Linked DNA regions of Ovis canadensis: region 2 is linked to region 1. A link is a contact called in public Hi-C data. All regions are on one chromosome and are shown on one strand. The core of a region is the stretch at or near the end of the contact, and the rest is flanking DNA. Distances in the headings are between cores, read along the strand shown. Region 1 has its middle 170 kb from the start of SPRY2. Region 2 holds the start of SPRY2 (sprouty RTK signaling antagonist 2).

Region 1 (5,604 bases), core at 2,276-4,775:
AAATGGAAGTGTATTGGTATTACTTGGTATTACTTGAAGAAAGAAGAAGAAAAGTAGGCTCAAGACCTGGAAAAGTAAATTCATACTATGTGTCAAAGACAGCTTTCCACTGGTCTTTTCCACTGAAGAAAGCCTGGAGATTTATTCAAGCTACTGGAAAAGAGCAGGTTTTTGTTGGTGGGGGTGGTTTGTTTGTTTATCCCTAAAGCTTTGGGACATGCAAAATCAAATTATACACTAATGACTTCTTTTTTTTACATAGAAGCAAAGCTGACTTGAATTTTTTCAGCATATGAGATGAATTTTTTCACCCAGCATATGAGATGAAGGCATCTCATATGCTCCCAAAGTAAAGAGTGATTTTGAAAGTCACAATTTAGATCTTGTTTGCACTGAATTTGGAGTAGTTGACTTCTTAAAATCTCCCCTAACCCATTTGTGCTTCCTCGTGATGTTACATGGCAGCTAGTCTATGGAATGTTTTTAAAAAGACTACCCCATTATATTTTCAATTTGGAATTTTAATATCTCAAGATAGAAAAGGGATTGCTTGTCTTCACATGCAATATATTCATATAAATTTTTATCACAAGATTCCTACCATCCTTCTGATGCAGTTCATGTAAACTGAGCTTAACCAGTATTAATACCACTAAGAAGGAAATAGGTTTTATAGAGTAATGGAATTGACAGGAGCCTGATTGGTTTTAATTATGGACATGCTTGTCATCTAAAAAGAGAATGGGTTGAAAGGAAAGAGAAAAGAAGGCATGTGGAATTAAGAAAACCCAAAGCTGTTCTTAATCCCACTGCATGTTAAAGTCTTCTTTCCAGACCATACCTGAAGTTCTAAATAGTCCCCAGTTTGACGCCTCTCTTTCTTGAGTTACAGACAGTTGCATTCCTTAAGACCAGGGACTGTCACTATGAAAGAGAAGGTTCTCAAGAGGAAGTAGCTGTCAAGGATGGCTAGACTGGAAATGTTACTTATCTTGACAGCGGTTTTGACTATAATGGATTAACCCCAGGATCAGGGTTTGCCTACTTTCACCTCTTCCTACCTCCCTCTCTTTTGAGCAAATGTCTAGATCCCTAAGATATTGTTCTGTTGTCTAGACATTTTTATTTGTCACAACTGGCAGAGGAGTGCTACAGGCATATAGTGAGTGACTGTCAGGAATCACACTAAACCTCCTACGATGTAGAGGAAAAGTCCCTGCCACACACAGGAAATTATCTGGTCCAACACATCAACAGCGCCAAGGTTGGGGAGCCCAATTTTAATCCCACCTTGCACATCAGAGCATGCCTATTGACTGAGAGAACTTATTTCACCTCATGTGTTCTCGTCATAGCTCTGTTCCTTAGCTATGTCTCTTCAGTCATATGAGTGTTTTTGTGACCCTATGGACTGTAGCCCACCAAACTCCTCTGTCCATGGCATTCTCCAGGCAAGAATACTGGAGTGGACTGCCATTTTCCTCCTCTAAGCGATCTTCCCAACCCAGGGGTTGAACCCTCATCTCATTATGTTTCCTGCATTGGTAGGCAGGTTCTTTACCACTAGCACCACTTGGGAAGCCCTTTGCTCCTTTAACGTAAGATAAATGAACAGTGTATCCTTCCATAAAGGAAATATGCTTCTGTGCTTAAAGTCTTCCTGAGTGATAACAAATAAAATTACGTATAGCTGATTCAGGAGGAGGCTCATGAATGCATGCCATTGTTGGATAATAGTAATTTGCAGCTAACTAAGTCATCCTTGGGCCAGGTTGCATGTTAGAATTAACTGGAGAGATTTTTTAGAACGACTAGTGCCAGGGCCCCACTCACTGGAGATGCTGGTTGAATGGGTCTCATTAAAGTAGTCCAGTTTAAGCCTGGACTTAGGCGGCTTCCAGAGCTTGCCAAGTAGTTGTAATGCATAGTCAGAGATTTGCCACTGATTCTAGCTGGTGGGCACGGCTGCTATGCCAACAAACTCAGAAATTCATTCAAGGTCCTGCTCCCTGGAAATGAGCTAGGTACATAAAGTTTCAGGAGTTTGCTTGCTTTCTCTAGACGTTGTTGTTCAGTCACCCAGTTGTGACTCTTTGCGATCCCATGGACTGCAGCACACCAGGCCTCTAGTTGGCTGGGGGCTAAAGAATGAACCCAAAGATTTCCCTAAAGTCTATCACTACCTACTAATATCCACCTGAAGGACACCCAAGAGAATCTAAACTCTGCAAATTTAAATGTTGCACAATCTAGGAGTGCCAGGTGGGCACATGGCTCTAACTTTCCACATGTGTTTATCTTTTCTTTGCACTGTGTTTTTATACCCCATGAAGATTAATGCAGCCAACTTAGCTCTTGCCTGTCACATTCTATGCCAAATAAGACAGTTTCAGCAGCAAGGATGGTCGTTGTTCAGTCACTCTGTCATGTCCCACTCTTTGCAACCCCATGGACTGCAGCACGCCAGGCTTCCCTGTTCTTCACCATCTCCCAAAGTTTGCTCAAACTTGTGTCCATCAAGTCAGTAATACCATCCAATCATCTCATCCTCTGTCGTCCCCTTCTCCTCTTGCCCCTAGTCTTTCCCAGCATCAGTGGATTTTTCCAATGAGGATGATATGCTAAGCCAAAACATGAGGGACTGCAAATATATTTTCAAAGACTAATCTTTCTTTTCTTTCTTTCTTTCTCCCTAATCCACTGGAACGAGAAAGATAATCTGATGGTTTGTCCCCTTTATGCCATTTCCCTCCTTCCAAATGCCAGCCTCTAGGCTAAGCTGTAACAGTAAATGTGCAGATACTCTCTACAAATCTGGAGGACCCCATGATGGAGGTCTTCCTGGTGTCATTGAAATGTTCAGTTGAGTGTGTGCACACGTGCAGGGAGGGGTGCTGTACAATGAAGTGAGTAGAGTAGGGATTCAGCCATTCCCAGCACTCCTCTCCCCACAATCTGCCTTTCAAGTCCATTACTTCATCATAGGAACAGACCCTGTTCCCTCCCATCCTGAAGCGCTAGGCTTAGAACTACGCAAAGGAAATTTTGCTTAAGGGAAACAGTTTAAATGAATTGGTTTAATATTAGCAAAAATATTATTTCTTTAATAAAAACATATGTGTATAGTGAAGTTGAGTCAGTCAAACTCAAGAACTGTAGGATCACAGGCAGGGCAACTGGCACAAACTTGGCCACAGAGTAAATTTTCAATAAATAGTGAGTCTCACTGTGGTGTTCTCTGGCGCCTGGGTCCCACTTCTTTTACCTCTCATCCAAGGCCCCTCAGGTCCCCTGCTCCGGTAACAGAAGTGGGGTTTGATCACGCAGAAATAGAACTGGGTCATACCACCCAGAAATAGTGACAACAATAACTGGGGAAACTGGGAAGTGAGTGTTCATTCATTGTTGCTGTTGTTCAGTTGCTAAGTCATGTCTGACTCTCTTGCAACCCCATGGGCTGTAAGCCCGCCAGGCTCCTCTGTCTGCGGGATTTCCCAGGCAAGAATACTGGAGTGGATTGTCATTTCCTTCTTCAGGGAATTTCATCAGACTAGGGATTGCACCCATGTCTCGTGCATGGGCAGGCAGATTCTTTACTGCTGAGCCACCAGCGAAGCCCATTCATCCATTAGGAGAAGAAAAATAAGAGGGCTGATGGGAACTTCAGATTATGTACTAAAACAATATCACCACTTATTGTTTGACTTTCTTTGCTCATTCAAAGATAAAACATTTTCATAGTTCTTAAGAAATTCCAATTTTGAATTTTTAGGAGAAAAAAATATGGTATATTTAGTTAAATTTACCTTTAATTCTGTTAGAATTCTCCCTGTGATTGGATTTTACTTTCTAGTTTCATGTTTCAATATTGTAGGATATGCTACTGGAAGCATCTCTTTCTGTTAAAAAAAAAAAAAAGTGAATAATTCTCCTTTGTGATTGTCAAATTTGAGATGGCCGACCTTCCACACCTTAATGATTACATGTGTTTGGTTTGTTACTTGATAAAATGAGGCTAACAATACTTACCCCCCCAAAGTGTTGTAAGGATTAATTACTTAAGCATATGTAAAGCTTGGAACATATTTAGTATGTGCTAAATAAATGTTCACTCATTTCCATCTTTGTGCAGTGGTTACTCAACATAAACGTTTTTACTAACAGCAAATGATTTTTAAAAATAGAAATATATTAAGGTTTCTTCAAATCTATATCCAAATTGTTGGTTTCTTTATCTTGTAAACTTTGCTATAGCTGAGAGCTGCCATTAACTTAAGAAGAAATCTTCAAAAGAGGGACAACAGGGCTTCCTGCTGGCTCAGTAGTTTATGATCCACTTGCCAATGCAGGTTCGATCCCTGATCCAGGAAGATGCTACGTGTCACAGAGCAACGAAGCCCTTGCACTGCCATCACTGACCCTGTGCTCTAGAACCAGGGAGCCGAGATTACTGATCCCATGTGCTGCAACTACTGAAGCCCTCACCACCAACAGCCCTTGCTCTGCAACAAGAGAAAGTGCCACAGTAAGTCTGCACACTGCAACCAGAGTCGCCCCTGCTCGCCACAACTAGAAGGAAGGCCACGCAGCAACGGAGACCCAGCATGACCCCAAAGAAAAGAAACACATAAAATTAAATACATAAAATCTTTTAAAAATAGACAGAGACTACACTAAAATTTAGTATTTTACAAGTACAACATACCTCAGGATTTAGGATTTTCTTTCTCAGTAAGTTCTGACTAACTATAATGAAAGGCTATTAACATTCGGACTTTGCAAAGAGAAACTGCTTTCAAAACTATCTTCTAAACTATCCTTCTAACATATCTATTCTGGGGCAAGATAAGAATCTAGGGACAACTGTACTTTCTTCAATTATTTTCTGTCCTTTCTCTCAAGTCTCGTAGGAATCAATACTAAAATCAACTTAGAGGAACCCTGTTTGGAAACAGGTTGAATCCCTTGCTTTGGGAACAGGCAGTGGTCTCTTCCACCCCAAGGGACAGGGTGACCACAGTGTCTTAACCCTTAGTACAAATTGTTCTAGGAACAAGGAGAGGACATACCTTATACCAGAAGGCATGCTGAATATTTTAAGTGAATTCAGTGCCATATTTCTACATAGACACTCACAACATAACTTCTATTCTGGATTAAATAGAAGAAAGGCAGAGGCATTGTTGGTGAGACACAGTAGAGTTACTGTTCAGGATGTATAATGGTTCTAGGGCTGGTTGGGAGAAAATGTCCAGTTTCTGGGCCCACAACAGATAATGGTCATAAAAAGTAATTTCAGATGTCCCACATAAACAAAAATGCACCTAAACGCAGGTACTGTAGGGAATGTGAGTGAGAAAGGGTGAACGTAAAAGTCATGCCTTCACTTTTTAATTCATCTTGACATCTAAAAGTGGTTAGTCAATAAGGGCTCGTGCTTTTGGACAGGGCATTAGCAGGTTAAGTATGTTGTAAGTGAAGAAATCAAGACCAAGTCTCTTCCAATTCTGCAGAAAATTCAATGGTGAGAATATTCATTTTTAAACACAAAAGTTAATGGGTAGTCCATGAGAATAATAGCATAGAATTTTCTCTTCCATTTTT
Region 2 (6,078 bases), core at 1,570-4,069, 170 kb after region 1:
CCATCCTCTTTGTCAACTCAGTCTACAAGGACCCAAAACGCAAACATGGACCTTCATCCAGTCTGACTTTTTAGAAAACAGACACAGGCAGGTGACACACGCCTTCCAATTCGGAAAAAGGCAGAGCTGGAAACCGGATCTCAGCTCCAACAGAAAGGCAGACGAGACAGTGCTGTTCTTAGTTTATCGGCTCTATCTGCGCCCCAACGCCGTCCCCAGCAGGTGGGACTCAGTCAGAGCCCCGAGGGACTTTTCTCCGGGAGGACAGACGCAGCCCAGCGGCCAAGCTGGCCCCCTGCGCACAAACCCGGGACGGACAGACAGGCGGGGCCGGGGAGGGGGAGGGGGCGGGGGCGTCTAGTAAAGAAACATGCCCTGGAAAGCTGGAGGAACCCCTCCCTGCCTCCCCAGATAGAAATCTCTCCCACCCCAGAGAACTGACTCCCAGCTCCAAGAGGGAGCCGCTCCACCCTCAGGCAGAGGTCACACAGCCCATCGTAGGACGTTCCGGCCAAGGGCCTCGAATGCAGGGCACTGGTTTCCAGCCCCGACTTCGCGAGGAAGAAAGTCCTGCCTGAGACACAGAGCCGGGTCATCTAACCCTGGCACACTCAGCGACGCCACCCTGTGCTAACCTGAGGGGCAATGCCTGCAATGTGCACGCGCCTGTATATTAAAAACATACATCTGTATGCAGGTATGTATTCAAGTCACAGAAAAATTGCTTTAAAAATTAAGAACAATTTCCAGCGCCCTACGCCGAACATGCAAGACCCAGGTCCCTAAGCTGGACACTTGCCGCTATGCTTACAGTGCAAAGTAGCATCTTGTGGGGGTAAGGAGGTTTGCTTAAGTGATTTCCGCTGATCCCTCTTCCCCTTCGCAGCACCACCCCACCCTCTCCCCATGTTCCGTCGTCACCCCACCCGCCCCCGCTTTGAAACCCCCCATTAAGAACTGTGTGTGATCAGACTAAGGATGAGGGAGAAAGGACTTCAGCACAAGGGTGGGGCAAACCGACACAGAAACCGCTTTGTAAAAATGCACAAGGTTCCGAATTAAAAAAACAGCAGCAACCACACAAAAAAAGTGGATTAGTCCATCAAAGTAAAGGAAAAAAAACCCAAAACCTAGTCTCTTTTGCCACCTATTTTCAGGTAATGGAAAACGATCGCGACCGCTTGATGACTTTCTTCCTGTGCTGGGTCAGCCCAATCGTCCAAAAAAAAAAAAAAAAAAGCGTGACCCAGGCCGACCGCGGCGAACGGAAAAGAGCGAAAGCTGCACTTCCGAACCGCAGAGACGCGGCGCCAGGCAGGGCGACGCTCCCACCCTCTGCGTGCTCGCCGCAGTCCACGCCGAGCTGAGTCGTGGGCGCCCTCCACTCGCCACCCTGTCCTCTTTTTTTCCACCCGCGAGGCAGCGACCCGCACCCTTCACTACCCCGGCGCCCCTGCTTCGGGACTGCCTCTCCCGGGACCTGCCTTCCCCGGAGAGAACAGGTTCGAAGTGCGGGCGCCTTCAGCGGCGCCCTGGAAAACACAAAGTGCTTCCCTCCCTCTCCCGCTCTCAGCGCCCAGTTCGCAGCCAGTGCGCCGCCGTGAGCTGGCCGCCACCCCGAGACCCCCAGCGCGGGCGCGCTGGGTCGTGGGGCCGGGGACACGGCACCCCGCGCGCGCTGCAATCTCCCCCACCCCGAACCCCTGCCGCCGAGGCAGGCCGAGGCCGGGGCGAGGCTGATCCGCGGGCAACTCCAGGGCTCCCCACGGAAAACTTGCGGGGTGAGAGAAAGGGAGGCCCGAGGAGAGACGGACCCACTGCCGGTCCCGCTGCACCTACTCCATGTTGCCCACAACGCGCCGGCCGCGGCGCCAGGAGGGGACGAGCCGGCCAAACGCGCCTCACCGTGATCGCGGCTTTGCACAAACCCCTCTCCGTTGGATTCTCTTCTTTCCGCGATGTGCAAATAAATCCAGCCCTGATGCAAACTTTTTGCCTCTCCTTCCTTCCAAACTCTGCTTCAGTCTAACTTCTGAGCGATTGGCTGGACGAGAAAAGGAGAGGAAAAAACATCCGGAGCCAAGTCCTAGCCGAAGAACACTGGAGTTCGGGGCTGGAGGCGACCCCCCTTCTAAAAGCGCACGCGGAGTATTTCCTTTTTTTTTTTTCCCCCCTTTTTTTCTCAATGAACTGGAGGCCGAAGCGCCAACGGCGAGTCTCCTCTCCCGGCAGATGAGCGAATGAGAAAAGAAAACGGCCTTCGCGAGGACCTAAAAGCCAGATGGCCAAGTCGTGCGGCCGCGGCCGCGTCCGAGCGGAGGCGGCGCGGGGGCGCGCGGGGCGGCGGGACTGGCCGAGCCGGGCCGGGCGGGCGCGGGGGCCTGGGCGCTGCGCGCTCCGCCGGCCCCTCTCCTCCGCTCGCGCTGCTGCGCGCAGCTCTCGGCGGTGCAGACTGGGCGTTGTGGAGGCGCGGCGGCGAGGCCGAGGCGGGGGCGGTGGGTGCGAAAGAGGAGGAGGAGAAGGAGGAGGAGGGTCTGGGGCCCGGCCGGGGGGGGCTCGCCGTTGGCCTGCGCCCTCGCCTTTCCGGAGGAGGCAGGGAGCTCTGCGGCGGCCGCGGCAGCAGTAAATGGCGTCATGTGGATCCGAGGCGGAACAGAGCAGTTGTTGTCCCAGAGGATATATCGCATCCGGTCCCAGCTCATTGGCTCCGCGGGGCTACATTCACTCACACTCCAGCGCCCGCCAGCGCTCCGAGCCGCAGGAGGCATTCAAAAGGGCAACCGTGCCGCCCCGCGCGTACCCGGGCCGGTCCTGCCGCCCGGGCCGCCGTCACGCGCGGTGCCCGCGGGGCCGGGCTGGGCACGGCGGGGTCAGTTGATCTAGTTTCAAGGAAACACTGACCTTAAAGTTTTCCCCAGAGGCTAGGAGGACGAACCTTGAGCTCGGCGGATTTAGGGAACTTTCTCCCCGCCACTAGGAGAAGGGAATGAACGTTTCAGACTAATCCTGGCTAGGCTGTGTTAGCATTAAAAACCAGTTGCGGGTTTTGAGACTTTCTTCTGAATCCATTGCAAGACAGGCTCTCCCCTTTTCTGTTCCCCCTCGAGGGGGCGACGGGGAGAGAAGCAGGGGGAGGGGAAGGGGAGCGGGAAGTGAGGTGGGAGGGCTATTGGTTTATCCTTTGTCTACTGGATTAACCCGATTATACACCAGGCACCAGGACAAACCGCCACCCCCACCTCCGAGCGGCGTACGAGAGGGGCGGAATGCAGATTCGGATTTCAAGTACCTCTGCTCTGGCCAGGATTTGCTTTTCATGGTGTCAATTGTAGCTTTTCGGTTTAATATTAGATGTTGTTCTAAAAGAGGGAGTGAGCTACAGATGGAAGCTTTCTGAAGATCTTCCTTGCCGTTTTGTTTCACGCAATTGGTGATGGAAATGCTACAGTCTAGGCCTTAAAAAAATTTAGTTAAATCAATCCTACACACGTACACGATTACTAAGGGCCACATCACGGGCTTCTGAAGTGGGAGGGGGGCTCGCTGTTCCACTGCAGATTTCCTCAACTAGAAGAATCATCGTTCATTTCCGACTCTCCTTGTCACGTAGAACATTCCCCAATAAGATTCTATTGTCCATCTTGAAGGTGATCTATTTTCCCACTTACAAAAAGAAATGTAAAGATAGAAAAGGCATACATATGCGCTGCTCTAACTGCCGATCGTTTACGAAGAAACGTGCAGGGACGTGGGAGCACCAATGGGAAATTAACACCCCCCCCCAACACACTCTTAATATTGGATTCTGAATGATTTACAGAATGAGTTTACTTTACAGGGAAGTACGGTCAGAACTCCCGAAGAGCACCTGCGACCTCGCGGTCCTAGGGTTAGAGTTCTTGAAACTGCTAGGAAAACGTGGTGCTAGATTTCCCGGGTCTGGTTCCACCCCACCTCGGTTCACAACCGCCCTGGCGCTCGCCGCCCTGTCCCGAGCCCTTGTCTGCGGATGTCCCGGGCGTGTTCCCGGCCACGCTACCCTCTCCCCTGCCTTCTCCATGTTTCTCTAGGGCTCCTCGCCCCGGGTTTGGAACCAGAGGTGGCAGAGGAAGTGGCCTGCGTTATTTCCGGACGCTGGCCTCCTGTTCCCCCACCCCTCGGGTGCGGGTGGACCAGGCTAAGTCCGCCTGCTCCGCGGCTCCCCCGGGACGACGGGGCCTCCAGCAGCCCCGGCCGCTCCCCCGACGCCCGGGTCCTCGGGTCCTCCGAGCCTCCGAGCGGACGCAGGCGCTGCTGCGCTCCCGGCCCATCGGGCCACCAGGGGGCGCCCACTCGCCCGGCGCGGGGCTGGGGTTGCTTTCTTCAACGCGACTCCACGAGGGCAGCCGGGGTTGCCTTCCTACCTTGGACCGGCCGGTTCACAAAGAATAAAAAGACGTTTTTCATGTGAGTGCAACAGCAGGTGCCTTTCTCTACCCTCTCAGCGGACACATTCCGCGAATGAGGGGCTCAGGTGCGGAAGAACCCCAGCTTTTCCCGAGGGGGACGGAGTTGGCGGCCCAAGCCAGGGTGTGCGAGGCTGGCGGGAACTCGCTGCCTAAGTCTGGCCAACAAGTCTCGGGCCGAACAGGTGAAAGAAACCCGACGGCTGATTCTTAGGGGATACTTGTGCCCAGGCTGTGTTTCCAGCATTGCAGGAGCTCTGCGAAAACACGCTGTTCGGGCTCAAAGCATGAAGTGGAATTTAAGTTAGAAGCTTCTGGCTGTTTAGAACACCTTCTGTGTTTACAGAGTCAATAGGGAAGAATCTAGGAATTTATCTTTAATGAACTGGAAGGAATTCCATGTAATCTAGCTCACCCAACATCCAGTTTGCAAGCTGGGAAAACATTTAACCTGTACCTTAAGCGCAATGTAAAAATGAGAATCTGCTGGGTTCTTTCTAATATACTCCTTACTATTTTTTTAAATTGTTATTCATTGTTGCTACTTTCCGCACGTGATGTATAAAGCACTCTCTTGTGTCTCCAAGATTACTTAGTTGTGATCCCGAAGAGGAATTACGTTTCTGTGTGTGTGTGTGCGCGCGCATGTGCGTGTATGCACGCCCAGTGAAGTATTTGGTGTAGCTATTATAATGTGTCCTAAAATTGATTTCATGTTATGTGCCAAAATTATAACGGGTTAATTTGGGGAGATACTTAGGGTTTTGAAAGAATGTTATGTAAAACTTCATAATGGAGTCCATTTTCAAATGTGTTGTGGAGAGTTCCAGAGAGGTAACCCTAATATGTGAACAGGTGTTCCTGCTTGACTGATGTTGAAAAATGCCCAATCCTTGGAAACACCTGCTACACCAACACTTACCTCTAAGTTCTCTGGAGGCACGAAGTAACAGGTGCTGTTAATCGCAGTCATTGAACAGTGGGATCTTATTTCTGCCTTTTAATTTTCTGTATTCATTTCTTTGGACTGACTTCCTTTTTTTAACTATCACTTGCTGACTCAATTGCTTCTGTAGTGTCCAACTCTGTTCAACCCTACGGACTGTAGACTGACAGGCTCCTCTGTCCATGGGGTTCTCCAGACAAGAATACTGGAGTGGGTTGCCATTTCCTTCTACAAGGGATCTTCCTGACACAGGGATCAAACCCCAGTCTCCTGCATCCCCTTCGTTGCAGGTGGATTCCTTACCCCTGAGCCACCTGGAAAGCCCTTTATTAACTCTAAGTACCTTCAATTTGTTTTTTCAAATGAGGCAGTGTATAAACAACTGTGAATTTTGCCTCCCCCAGTCTTCCATAGACAGTGTAGACTGCTTATTTACCAGTAAGTCTGTTAGACATGTTAAGTCAGATATTTTTCAAGGTTGCGGTTACTCATCTAAGCTTCCAGTTTATATCGTAGTAACAGGAGAATGTAGTTTTAAACAACTCTAGTTCCAGTTTTTTTATGAGATTGACGGAACCACTTGGCTTTACTGATTTAGATCCAGTTTTGATAACCAACCATATCTTGCAGTGATATGCTGTGTTTTTTGAGACAAAGAGGAACATTGATTGTTTTATGTATTTTTTA

The links. Hi-C and Micro-C count contacts between places; a contact is called where the count stands out from the background.
Region 2: a contact with region 1 is called in a Hi-C map of fibroblasts, with 4 times the contacts expected there. The contact joins the promoter of SPRY2 here to the enhancer-like site in region 1. A contact is called at or near these places in 2 of 2 Hi-C or Micro-C datasets (fibroblasts and lung).

Annotation. Positions count from the first base shown.
Region 1 is chr10:69,809,571-69,815,174 of ARS-UI_OviCan_v2, forward strand. No RefSeq gene overlaps it. Among named protein-coding and RNA genes, the nearest start is that of SPRY2, 170 kb to the right of the region's middle. Within about 2 kb of position 3,526, the one cell type or tissue checked has open chromatin away from gene starts, as enhancers often do. A contact at or near this core is called in fibroblasts, where this site is marked.
Region 2 is chr10:69,978,549-69,984,626 of ARS-UI_OviCan_v2, forward strand. It overlaps SPRY2 (sprouty RTK signaling antagonist 2), which reads right to left and starts at 2,820. Exons shown (of 2, transcript XM_069601869.1): 1 at 1,906-2,820.